2 separate regions of the Mus musculus genome follow, and region 2 is linked to region 1. Evidence: chromatin contacts called from public Hi-C data. All regions are on one chromosome and are shown on one strand. Each heading gives the region's core, a stretch centred on a gene start, on an enhancer-like site or on the middle of the called end of the contact. The rest is flanking DNA. Distances are from core to core; before and after follow the strand shown. Region 1 overlaps Babam2 (BRISC and BRCA1 A complex member 2). Region 2 overlaps Babam2 (BRISC and BRCA1 A complex member 2).

Evidence for each region. Hi-C and Micro-C count contacts between places; a contact is called where the count stands out from the background.
Region 2: a contact with region 1 is called in a Hi-C map of uterus, with 2.7 times the contacts expected there. The contact joins two enhancer-like sites. A contact is called at or near these places in 9 of 484 Hi-C or Micro-C datasets (embryonic fibroblasts, muscle stem cells, nephron progenitors and 1 more), 3 of 115 datasets of contacts at active chromatin or transcription factors (CD8 T cells, fibro-adipogenic progenitors and heart atrium) and 2 of 9 other capture datasets (adipose tissue and liver).

The regions. Positions count from the first base shown.
Region 1 is chr5:31,859,702-31,866,334 of GRCm38.p6, reverse strand. All of the region lies in intron 6 of Babam2 (BRISC and BRCA1 A complex member 2), which reads right to left. Among named protein-coding and RNA genes, the nearest start is that of Gm52770, 140 kb to the left of the region's middle. Within about 2 kb of position 3,239, at least 32 of the 459 cell types and tissues checked have an H3K27ac peak or open chromatin away from gene starts, as enhancers often do. A contact at or near this core is called in uterus, where this site is marked.
Region 2 is chr5:32,062,384-32,069,016 of GRCm38.p6, reverse strand. All of the region lies in intron 11 of Babam2 (BRISC and BRCA1 A complex member 2), which reads right to left. Among named protein-coding and RNA genes, the nearest start is that of Gm40277, 25 kb to the left of the region's middle. Within about 2 kb of position 4,061, at least 23 of the 459 cell types and tissues checked have an H3K27ac peak or open chromatin away from gene starts, as enhancers often do. A contact at or near this core is called in uterus, where this site is marked.

The sequences.
Region 1 (6,633 bases), core at 1,990-4,489:
CTGCTCAGAGGTTATTTTCAGTTAATAGCATGTTGCAATGTTGTCTTCTACTAAAGATAACAGATTCACTTCAGAAAGCTTTATCTATGAGAAGCAAAACTCCACACTGAGATGCCCTAGTAGCAAGAACATTGACACGGATTCTGTGGAAGGTGATGTCAGAGGCAGCAGTGAAAGAGGGATGATGGTTGGGTTTCTTTATTAGCTTGCAGAAGGGTAAAAGGTTGCTACTGAGTTTGCAAGTCCAGAGACTTCACTCTCTCACCCCACCTCTAGCAATTCACCAAAACCTCTAGCTTGGTCTTGCTACAAGCATCCAGAAGTGTTTGCCTCGGGTGAACAAATGCTTGTTTTTCTCTGGCTCAGCATCCCTGTTCCTGGGCTGGACATTTGTTATAACCTTAGTCCCCTGATGAGTTCAGGAGGCAGCTTGTGCTCTCTCTCTCTCTCTCCCTTCCTCCCTCTCTCTTGCCCTCAACCCTCAACTCCTGTGCATATGCTTTTTATTTACATTTCAAATGTTTTCCCCTTTCCAGGTCTCCCCTCCGGAAACCCCTATCCCATCCCCCCTACCCCTGCCTTTATGAGGGTGCTCCCCCACCCACCCACTCCTGTCTTCCCACCCTGGCATTCCCCTACACTGGGGCATCGAACACCCTCAGGCCCAAGGGCTGCTCCTTCCACTGATGTCCAACAGGGCCATCTTCTGCCACATATGCGGCCTGACACAAGTCCCTCCATGTGTATTCCTTGGTTGGGTCCAGTCCACGGGAGCTCTAGGGGGTCTAGCCAGTTGATTGACACTGTTGCTCTCTCCATGGGGCTGCAAACCCACTCAGCTTCTTCAGTCTCTTCTCCAACTCCTCCATCAGGCACCCTGCACTCAGTCCAATGGTTGGCTGCAAGCATTCCACCTCTGTATTTGTCAGACTCTGGCAGAGCCTCTCAGGAGACAGCCATATCAGGCTTCCATCAGCAAGCAGTTCCTGGCTTTCAAAATAGAGTCTGGGTTTGGTGGCTGCAAATGGGATGGATCCCCAGGTGGGGCAGTCTATGGATGGCCTTTCCTTCAGTCTCTGCTCCACACTTTGATTCCATATTTCCCCCTGTGAGTATTTTGTTCACCCTTCTAAGAAGCAATGAAGTATCCACATTTTGGTCTTCCTTCTTCTTGGGCTTCATATGGTCTGTGAATTGAATCTTGGGTATTCTGAACTTTTGGGCTAATATCCACTGTGCAGCATATGCTTATCCACTCCTGTGGGTGTGTGTGTGTGTGTGTGTGTGTGTGTGTGTGTGTGTGTGTGTGTTTTAAAGATGGACCTTAACCACTGGAATGACCTACTAATGATGTTTGAGGATTTCTTAATGAACAAGGCAGCTACTTACCTGGCCTTGGTCTTTTAATAGTTAAAATCTCCATTATCAAGATATTTCCCTATTAATAAATTGGCTTAAATTGACATTAAAATTTTTTTGTGGGCTGGAGAAATGGCTTAGTGGATAAAATACTGACTGCACAAGTATGAGGACCTGAGTTCAAATCCCCAGAAGCCACATGATGCAGGGCATGGAAGCATACACTGTAACCCCTAGCATTCTCACATCAAGATGGGAGGCAGAAATAGGAAAATCCTCACGGGGCAGCTAGCCTACCTTAGGCAGAGATGAAGAACATAAGGGACTATGTCTCAAACAACAGAGAAGGCAGGACTGGTACCTGAGGCTGTCCTTCTACTTCTACAGGCCCACAGTGGCATGCACACATGCACGCCACAAATACACAGTAAAAGAGGATTTTGAAAATCAGTTTCATATTCTTGGCACAAAGAGATCAGGAAGTTGCTAAAGTATGAAGGCAAATGAGAGAAAAATCAAACAAAGGCAAACATTCATATTTTTTTCTAAGTTAGAAAGCAAATGAGTTGACTCTACAGATGTTGCTGAAGATAAATGACTCTATGAGAAAGAAGTGGAGACAACAGATTGAAGTCAAGACAGGGCATGGAGGTCCATGGGCCTGCCTGATGCCTGTCTGAGCAACTTTTGTAATGATTAACAAGAAGGGAGGGGAAACTCATCTTAAATGAGGTCCTCTATTGTTGCTTCTGAGTGGACGCTTTATTTCAGTTAAAGAGCAGAGTCATTAGGCTAGAAAGAAGATAAAGCCTTGGAAGCATATTTCATGCCTTCTCCTGGTGAATGTCCATCAGCCCCCAGAGGGACTCCCTGCCACGGGAGACTTAATACAGTTTCTAAACTTTGAAGCAAGGGTCCATATGCCCTCAAAAAGTTATACACACGAACTCGGACATCTGTAAAGTAAAAATTGTAAATTCTCCCAAGAAGCAGGCATGTTTACTTTGAAGTCTAAATTAACTCATTGTGGCTAATAAACAAATGATAACAAAATTCATGTAATCTGGAAGAAAAAAATTAAAAGAAGAATTATTTGTTTTTTGAAAGCCCAAGTCAAGCTTCCCTGCCCCTGAAGACTGTCAAATGTGTCGATACACTAGGTCACATGCAGACCAACATGTTCTTGGCCATGAGCTTCTCATACACATATTCAAAATTCTTTCTTCTATTTGTTAGGCTCTAAATTATATTTTTTTTTGTGCTTGGGCATATCCTGATTACAACTTACAGATGGACAAGTTCATCTGAAAATTGACTAATTAAAATATATTGATCATAAAATATGTACTGTTATCTTTTTCCCTTAACACATCTTAAAGCTAATCTTAGCTGAACACTTATAAGTACTTACCCCTGTACAGCACAAGACAAGAATATAATTCAATGAAACCTTTACAAAATGTCAGATTAATTACATTCTTTCACTGCAGATGGATTTAAGGAAATCATCTCTGAAAACAGTGCTTCATTTAAAGTAAAATAAAGACAAAATCGTCTGTGATAAGTCAATGTGTAGGAGATGCCAAAATATTAAAACAGACTTATATTAAAGATGCTTTGCTATGAGTTTTTAAAAATAAATATAATAAGTTTGTGACTCTTGTGAGACAACAGCCTAGACACACTAACATTTTTGCAATTGCACAATCAGGAGGATTAATGACATGACAGAAGAAAGAAACTATGCCATGTGGGGCAAAAAAAAACAAAAAAAAAAACAAAAAAAACCTCAAATTTCAGAAAGGTCATTAATACACAAGTCACATGTGTGCTACATATTCATCTAGTTAACAAGTACTTGCTGTCTGCAGTGCACAAGTACCCAAATCTATGTAAGTAAAACTCCAGCTGGGATAGGAGGGACAGACAGACAGACTTTACCTCTCCCACACAGGTCAGCATGACATTTCTCTAAAGTGACTTTTTATGAGGTTTTGAAATTCAGTGCCATAAAAGTCAGATGCATAAATCACTTCTAGAGAATACATTTATAATGCAGTGCTCATTGTGCAATGACTTCATGTTTCTGTGGACTTAAAAGATTTACTGTTACTGGAGTTAAACATTAACAGAGGCAAAATATTTATGTCTTTGCCCATTAAAGCTTAATATGAAGCTTAAAACAATTTACACTCATGTATTTGTTAACAAAACTCCAAGTAATATGCTGTCATCTCAAACTGAGATTTGTTGTTTATGACATCACCTACGCCATATCTGACACAAAAATGGCACTTTAGAGAGTATTCAAGTTAGGAAATGTGCAAAACAGAAAACTCTACCGTTGTGCAATAGGATTGCTAATGCTCTCCTGTTGCTGTTTCTGGGCTCTTACCTGCATTCTACAAGGACCATCTTCCTTCTGTGCTTTTAAAGCCTCAATAAAAAAGAACTCATTTCATTTGTTTCTCATAGTAAGTTATATAAAATGAAACTGGGAGTGCCTGGATACACACGCTTCTTTTAAGATAAACACTTAGATCGGACTGGGAAAGTATTAGAGATGGGACACTTAGCACTACCCTAAGTTCTTCTTTTATATGGTTTACTGAGAGACTATGAGATGGAGGAAGAGTCTCTGGCCAAACAATCATCAACTATGGCCTCTAAACTACTAGCTCAGCTCTGTCTGGGTCTACAACATGGCGGCCCAAATTCCTTCAGTGGATCAAACCTCTTATCTTACTTTCTCCAGCAACAAGCATCAATGTGAATAGCACATATATAAGGTACCAGCATTTCTATCCAAAATGAAGATACCAGGGCACACTTGTACGAGAAACACTGCTTTCCACATTGACTTACTCAGTTCCTTAGTTTCAGAAAGAACAAAAGGAAACGGATAACCAATTACTACTTCTGTTGCCTTCATTATCTATCTGTGTCATGGGCTGCGTGTGGGGTTTTGCTGTTCCTTTTCTAATTTTTCTCAATACAGCGTACTCAATAAATGCAGATCACTGAAGGATAAAATATAGGCATGCAAATGAAGAGTTGCATTTATTTCAAAGATGGCTACCTTTTAAGCCTGGGATAAAGACAAGCATTAGTCTTGTTACTTTGAAATTAAGCCAGACCTCATGGACACAATGCACATGTACAACATTCTGCTCACGAGAGCACACAGCAGCAAAGAGCAGCCATCACTCAGGGAGAGTGGAAACAATCTTCCAAGAAAGAGGGAGAGTGATTCTAGTTAGAACTGGAAATATAGGGAAAAATGGAAAACATTTAATAGTCGCTGAAGAAAATGTGCTAAAGAATCAGGTTTGTAAAGCCCAGACATAATAAGAGTCCCAAACAAAATGGGAACCACAAATTTTAGGGAAGCAAATTAGTATGTCTCTAAGGATTTCTTCCCATGTTCAACCGTCAGATTACAGAAAGGGGCAAAGCATGTGGTGTCAACCACAGTGAACAAGGTGGACAGTTAGGAGGGCTATGGGCGTGGGGCTGACGTACAGACTTGCTAGGCAGATGATCATGAGTGATAGGCTAAAGTCCAGAAGTGGCTCAAGATGTGGAAGTGTGGAAGAGGCACTGGTTTGAGACTTACTAAGCAGAGAAGAGTACTAGGGCTTCAGAAACAAGAGGGTTAGGAGAAGGTAGGCAGAAATGGGAGGGCAGAGAGCCAACGTGGAGATAGAGAGAAACTGGCAGGCTGGACCAATGATGAACCAGCATCGTATGTGTCATAAACTATGGAGAACAGCAGCAGAGGGTAGGGAGAAATTATGACCCAGGTACTGAGGACACATATGAAATGGAAACAAGCCCTGGACTGATGGAATTAGCAAGGTTTCTAGAGGAGAGTGATGCAGGCAGTCAAAGGAATAGGATTTTGTATTTTCACAGTGAGTCAGCAAAACTGAGAGAAGGTGAAGCCAGTTTCCACATAGGACCAGAGCTGAACTACATAAAGGAGTCAAGGAGTCAAGGAAAGAGCTAGGGAACATGTCTCCAAATGAGAACCCTACACTACTTCTAGCTGCTGCTGGGTTGACCAGATTACTGAAGGACAGAATTAACTAATAAAGTACCCTATATGCCAAAAACCAAACCAAACCAAACCAAAAAAAACAACCAACCAGAGAATGCACCAACTATTATCATCTGGAGATTTATCATCATTCTTCCTCAAAGATACAATTTGACCTAGGTATTACATTCATTTCAAATAAGATATACAGACAGAAACAAGCAACTTGCCCAAGGTCTGGGTTGGGGCAAAGCTGACAGTGGAACTAAAGTGTAACCTGATATCTTTCCTGTTCTCAACCACTAACAGAACTCAGATGACATCAAGCATTCCCTCTTCTACTACGTCTGCTTTTAATAAAAATCATAAATCATTTAGTTATGTGATGTCAATTTCAACCACATCAGAGAACAACCACCCCACATTTCCTTGCATTATGATAAGAATGCAATTGTGCCTTCCTAGAAATGCTACACTGGTAACTTCTAGGTGAGAAACAGAACATGCTAAAAACACAACTGTGCTTGACTTTCAAGTTACCGACAACCTGGTGAATGGGCTGTTTTGTTTTCCCCACAGCAATATTCAAGATCACATCTTAGACTCTGGGTTTCTGTTATTTTGTCTCAATGTTTCCTTGCTTTCAATGAATATAAACAATTTCAGGTTGGCTCAGTTTTATTACAATTGATCATTACAAATAAAAACATCTTTGGAACATCTGAGAAAATATCCCTGTGCTGTTCAGGTTGCTAGGTCATTTCCATATCCAGACTATAACTTGGTCTTGGTCTTCTGAAAAATAATGGAACTAAAACAGAGTAAAGAAACCATGGATATCTCCTACTTTGGATGAAAAGAGTTCTGTTTAATTTAAACATACATACATAAAGACAGACAGACAGACAGACACATGGGCATATACACACATGCACACACACACAAACACAGAGAGAGAGAGAGAAGGAGAGAGAGAGGGGAAGGTAGGGGGAGAGAGAGAAGGAGAGAGGGAGAGAGAGGGAGAGAGGGAGAGAGGGAGAGAGGGAGAGAGGGAGAGAGGAAGAGAGGGGAAGAGAGAGAGAACTGGATTTCAATTTCTGATTCTCTTGCCTTCAGCCCCAAGTGCTAGAATCCTGGGGATATCACCACACCAGCCACACCAGGCTGCCTACATTCTTTTTGGCCAGAAAATAAGAGAATTGGTCAAAGAAGGGTAACAGCTCAGCATCTAGAAC
Region 2 (6,633 bases), core at 2,812-5,311, 200 kb before region 1:
CCTGTAGAGGAGGCACTCATTGACTCTGAGGCTGGCTCTTCTTCAGTGAGATAAGTTACTAGGCCTCTGAGGCCTCTTCTACCAACTGTCTGCGAGAATGTTCTGAAAAGAAAAATCCTCCATGGAACTTTGAAGCCTGAGGCAGGCAGGTCTGAGCTGTGTTGTGTTTAGGGACACTGAGAGCTGGGAGGGATGTGCAGATCAGCATGTGACATTCCTCCTGCCTCTCCCACTCCCACTCCCACACAGTGGGGACTATCTGCACTGCTGGCTCTGCCCGAGGTCCTCTAGATAGAGCTTTTATTACCTGAGAGACAAGGAGAGTCGATCCTACTTTTAGATATGCAGGTTGCTCTAGCTAAGGACCTGGTTTGGATTGTCCTTCAGCACAGGAAGCCCTACTATGTTCAAGCTTTAGATAAACAGCATTTGACATTTTAGTGTCAATATGTCTTGCAAGGGGGATACTTTTATGAACTTATTTGTTACTTAGCAAAACTTTACTGTTTTTGCAGTAAGTGGCACTGTATCTAGCAACTCTATTTTCATGTGTGTGTATGTACATGTGAGTACACGTGTACATAGTGTGTGTATGTCCATGTGTGTACATAGTGTGTGCATGTACATGTGAGTGTGTACATATATGGATGTTCATGTGTATGGGTATGGTATATGAAGGGACTAGAATACAACCTTGGGTGTCATTCCTTAGGTGATGTACCCCTCTCCCCCCCCCCCCCACTTTGAGAAGGGGTTTCTCAATGGCCTGGAACTTATCAAGGAGATAGGTTGGCCAGCCAGCACATCACAGGGATCTACCTATTTCTGCCTCTCCTGTGCTACAAGCGTGTGCCACTCCATCTGGCTTTTTAGATGTGGGTTCTGAGGAACAAACTCATACAACCTGTAAAGCAGGCACTTTTCCAACTGGCAATCTTCAGTTCTATATACATGGCATTCTAACACCAGAGAACCAGAATAGGTTTGGAAAGCTCCAGGCTGGCAAGGTAAGGGTTAATGGGTCCAAGCCAATGGTTCCTTTACTGGGTCCTTGATGAAGAGCTTGACAAGAAGACATGATGCTCTCACCAACTTCATCGCCATTTCCAAGGCCATGAATGCTCTACTAGGATCTACTTGCCCACATTAAGGTGGACCTATATCAACCCATAAGTTTGTTAGGAAAACCCTACTGCATTCAGAAAAAAGATCAAGTGTCTCAGTGTGGCAGCAGCCACCACTAAACAACACTATGCCAGGCATTACAATAATGCCTGGGAGCTGGGGTTCTTTGAAATAGGGGTTCTGAGTTTCAACATTCTGAGAATAGCACCTCTCTCTCTCTCTCTCTCTCTCTCTCTCCCTCTCTCTCTCTGTATGTGTGTGTGTGTGTTAAATGTTAGGGTCTCCAGGGCTCTGCACATGTTTTGTATATAATTTCTTGCACATGTTTCCTATATATTTGCTGAATGGATTTGCCAACCCATAACATACAGTTATGTCCTGTTTCTCTCTGTTGGGCACCTGGCACTGCCTTTCATGGGACACAAAGAAATGAATTATTATTTTCCCCTCAGAGGTGACTTTGGATAAGGTTTACCTAGGCATCTCTTGACCTAACTTCTGCTTTCTTGCCTTCCATTTTCCACTGGGTTGACTAAGTGTCTGTGTGGAAGACAGGAGTCACTGGAATTTTTTCTCCACTTCTCGCTGTGCATCCCATCCTCTGATGATCTGGAGGTTACTGTGAAGGCCACGTTGCTTGAGGCCTGCCTGTCACTGTACCCTTACTCTTTTCTCTCATTCATAAGCCCTAATAATAAATTTAGCTATGCTTATTCATCTTGCTTAAAAGTCCTTGGGTCTTTAGACCCCCAGAAAGTTATTTCTGCTCAAGAATATCCTGGGCTCAACCCAAGGACATGAAGGCCTTCAGCCTCCTGGGTGAGCTGTTGAAGCAGAAGGCCACCCCAAGCCACTCCACATGCAAGCTTCCTCACTCCAGGCCCTGACTCCAATGTGCTGCTCCTGGGGCCACAGGCGGCAAGGGAAGTAGGAGGTCACACACAGCTTAGGTATTGTCTTGGACCAGTCTTCAGGTACACAGGGTTCTAATCTTTGTACTGTACGTCTTAACCAGGCTCTTCCAAGAAATGAAACTGATGTCCCAATTGCCAACTCTATGCCAGTCATTGCCACTGTGACAGTCAAAGTTTATCACATTTCTAGCTGATTTTTAAAGTCCCCCCCCCCCTCTCATGTCCTGAATCTGGTCTGGCTCTCAAGCACACTTTCTGGCTTGGTCAACCCAACCTAGCTCTGCTGCTGGCTATGACTTTTGTGGATCACTGAGGAAAGACAAGAGAGCTATTTGCCTAGTCACTCTTTTGCTTATTTCTATCAACTCCACTTCAGCAGGCATGAATCAGTTCTTGCCACCAGTGCTCCTTGTGCTGAATGATCCGATGACAGGCAAGAGAGAGTCTTGTTCCTGCAGAAGCAAGGCCTGTTGCTTGTCACAATAATCTGCACAGTATGAACAGTCCCCATTCTCTGACCATCCTCTGATGGTGCTTCCTCCTCCTCCTCCTCCTCTTCCTCCTCCAATCTCTGCCTTAATGAGAAGTGATAGAAACAAGAGTCTGAGCCCTCTTGCCTTGGCTGGCCTCCACATCACACATGACAGCCCTGAGCAGCCCTAGCGGCATGTGTCAGAAGCCAGCACACACACATCTGAACAGTCAAGCCTAATTCCCAGGAAGCTGTTTTAACTTGACATCTGAAAATGTATTGCATCTAGAGTGATTTTACAGGGTGTGTATTCGGGGCATATGCGTGCACATTCCACAGCCAAAGTGTTCTATAAATATCAGATGCAGGCTGTACAAACAGTATCACGTACACAGTGTCCTTAATTCTATAGAGTAAGATTTCAGTTTGTATCTGACCTCTGCTAACAGGGATGGATGTTTTTCAATACAGATAAAAAAAACTATGCCATGCTATCTTAAACATACTTTTCACTTAAAATTTCCATGAATCGATCACAGTTTAGTGATAACAGGTAGATACTTGCCTGATGCTTTCAGATGAGGGTACCAAGGCCCAGAAAATGGCATGCCCTTCCCAAGATCACACAGGCAGTTAAGAGTGGTACCTGGATGAGATCCAAGTCTCCTAACTCTCAGCTTTGCATTTTCTTTGGTTTCTTATATGTGTCTTCTTCCAATGGTTCAAAGGGAACTCTGATCCTATTAGTCAATGTACATTCCTCTTGGGTGTGTTATTTAAAAACCCCAATTCAGAACTTCTCTACCCTTTCTTTTTGTGTGTGTGTATATATATATATATATATATATATATATATATATATATATATATATATATATATATATATTTGTTTATTTTATATATATATATTTGTTTGTTTGTTTTTTTGGTTTTTGAGACAGGGTTTCTCTGTGCAGTCCTGGCTGTCCTGGAACTCACTCTGTAGTCCAGGCTGGCCTCGAACTCAGAAATCCACCTGCCTCTGCCTTCCAAGTGCTGGGATTAAAGGCGTGCTCCACCACTGCCCGGCTGTATATTTTTCTAAGAAAGAAAACATTGACTATATCTCACAAACAATCTGGCAACCTCACAAAGTGATGGAGAAGACTTTCCCCACGGCAGGGGCTGATATAACTAGATTTCATGCTTGAGCACTCAGTAGTCCCCACCATGACTTTCCTAGCAAAAACTGGACAATGGGCCAGATGCCTCCCACCTCTGGCTCTCCCCTGATAAGCCCAACTTAAGCCAGCATCTTGGCTTGTACGACTGAGGTTAAAACTATGGCCCAACCCTGTTTTCCACTGAGAAAGAGGGGTAGACAGAGAGCTCAAAACCACAAGAGCTACAGAGCTTTGGAAAAGCAGAAAGAAGCCTGAGAAAAGATGGGCCAAGGGGTCCTGCTGAGGGGACTTGCTCTGATTGGCTTTCCCAGCAAGAGGTAAGGCAGGGCAGCATTGCAAATGCTGGTGCCTGGTACAGTCAGGGCTGTGCAGGCTCCCAGGCCAGTGAGAGGCTAGTTCTGGGATGAAGCTGTATAAGCAGCTGACTGATGGCCAGGCTTTTTAATGGAGCTTATCATATCACAGCAACAGATGTCAGACTCTAATAAATAACACACTCTCTCTGACCTACGCAATTTGGAGAGGATGCCTGTTGTCAGGCAGAACTGGATTCCTCCCATCCCTGTTGCTCCCTCTTCTGTCAGTAAAAACAAACCATGTCCCTTGAAGATTCTCATTCCATGTTGTTTATCTCACCTTTCTTTCCATAGATAGCATCTACATTTTTAAATCATGAGGGAAAGCTCAGAGGGATGCAGGAGCTGCTTCACAGAGAAACCCAGGCAGGCAGGATGGCAGGCATTGGACAGCCTTCTCAAGTCCTGTCAGCTCAAGAGGACAGGGACCTACACTGTCCTCTCAGGGTGTTCAGACAGACCAAGGCCTGAGAATTTCCCTTTCTTCTCCCAAGGGGAGTTCAGTTGAGATGAGGTTGGGAGTTTTTAAAGGGAACTGGTCCTAGGAAATAGGGCAAAGCAAGAGACAAAAAAAGTTCACGAATCACTGCTGGGTTGAGTGTTGGTCCCAAGATCTGACCCCATGGGCCCTGGGACAAAGCTTCCTTGGAGTCTAGCATGGGCTGCTCTGCCTTCAGCCAGTGACTCCTCTTTCTGCCTTAGCTCCTCTGTCCCCTTTGTCCAGGGATCTTGGGATATGAGTAAGCAAAACTCACAGATCTCTTGCCTTCCTGATAGACTTTGTATCCTTAGATGTCAGACTGGAGTTCCAGGAGCACAGATATGAAGGGAAGAGATAGGACAAAACCATGGCCTAGAGAGAGTTATCTGGCCTCCACCAAGGTTTTCCCTAGAACTGAGTGTGATGAGAAGCACAGAGCCAGTGGGTTCCCAAGATGCCAGCTCACTAGGCACGGGGACAGGTGGGACCAAGGCTTTCTATAGCTTAGGCTCAATAGAAACAAGGCGCTAGCAAGGCACTCTTGGAGCTAACAACAGAGAACCAAGAGGGGTGGTCAACTTCTGGGGAAATAAACATACAAAGGAGTTTATACTGTAACCACTTGGATGTCATGCCATGGCCTCTGAGGAGGTCTCAGGCCATGCCTACCCTCCCTGCTATGAGGACCCAATTGGAACTAAGATTTCCAGATTGTAATACAAGAGTCCTAGGGGGCCCCCAGGGACCATGGAGAGGACTGGAGATTGAGATGTAAACTATGATGTCACATCTATGTCTATCTCTTGAATCAAGGAGTCAACCTATATTTAGAAGTTTTATTTAAAGGACAAATGCATAAGACTGGATTAGAGCATTTACTAATAAACACTTTGAAGGAAAAAAACCCAAACAACCCATAGTACATTTGAAAATATTAAAATATCAACAGTGAAAGTCAGTGAAATAATCCATAATATACAGTTAAAAAGGTATTTGCTAAAAAGAAAATGATTCTTTACAGACAACTGGATGTCAAACGATAAAAGAGTGTATAGTGAAACACAACCCATGGGAAGGCATGGACTGCTTTGGGAGGGTAAGAAAAACATCTCTTTCTGACCTTGAGGCAAGAAGGGAAATGGAAAATGGTTTGGGAAGGCTCATGATGAATTACTCCCATGTGTTGTCTAAGGAGCTATTTTTGAACTATCTTAGTGATTCCTTTTATATTATGACTTTATGTGTGACAAACCATTGAAGTAGGTACACTGGGGATTCAGCTCTATTCTAAGATCCTACTAGGCCTCTGCTAGGACCAGCCTGAGGGGTATACATCGAAATTCACTAACAATCACGCCATCTATGCATAGATCTCACTGTCTCATAGGCAGACAGTACTATAAAAGGTCACCCACCCTAATCTAGACAGGTGTAAGTTACCTACACAATACCAAGGTATCTTATTTTGCTTTTTGTTTTGTCTTTTAAAGTAGTTAGTTTTATACAAATTATACAACTAAAGAGTGAGATTTTTTTCCATTTTTTTAATTAGCTGTGTTGGCATCAAGATAATAAAACTACAGGAGTCAGCAGTCTAAGATTTTAGAGTCTCTGGTCAGGTCACTGGGGTTTGGAGATTATTACTGGGGTATGCCTTATTATTGATACTATTACCTATTAAAATTAAAATCTTTGCTCTGTAAGAAAGCACACTGAGAGCTATTTTTTATTGCAAGCTCACCACATGCCAGACGCTACCAGACATATACTTACATTACCTTACACAGTAGCCAGAAGCCAGAATTCTAAAACTCCATGTTCCCTGTAACAGCTGAGATACTGAAGCCAGTGGATTCCATTCTGGCAATAGGTTTTCTGGCAATATGTACAGATGATGTTAATAAAGGGAAACTGTCAGTGGAACGGTTCCTTTAAATCTGGGTGTGTAGGCTAGGCACATAAGTCAGAGACTGGAAATATGAGGAGGATTTGATGTACTGCTGCTGGCTTAAAAATTGAGGGGCCACTAAGCAGGGAATGAAACCAGCTTCTAGTAACTGGGAGTGATCTCCAGGTGACATCCAATAAGGAAGAACACAGGGAACTGCATGGCATCCAACTA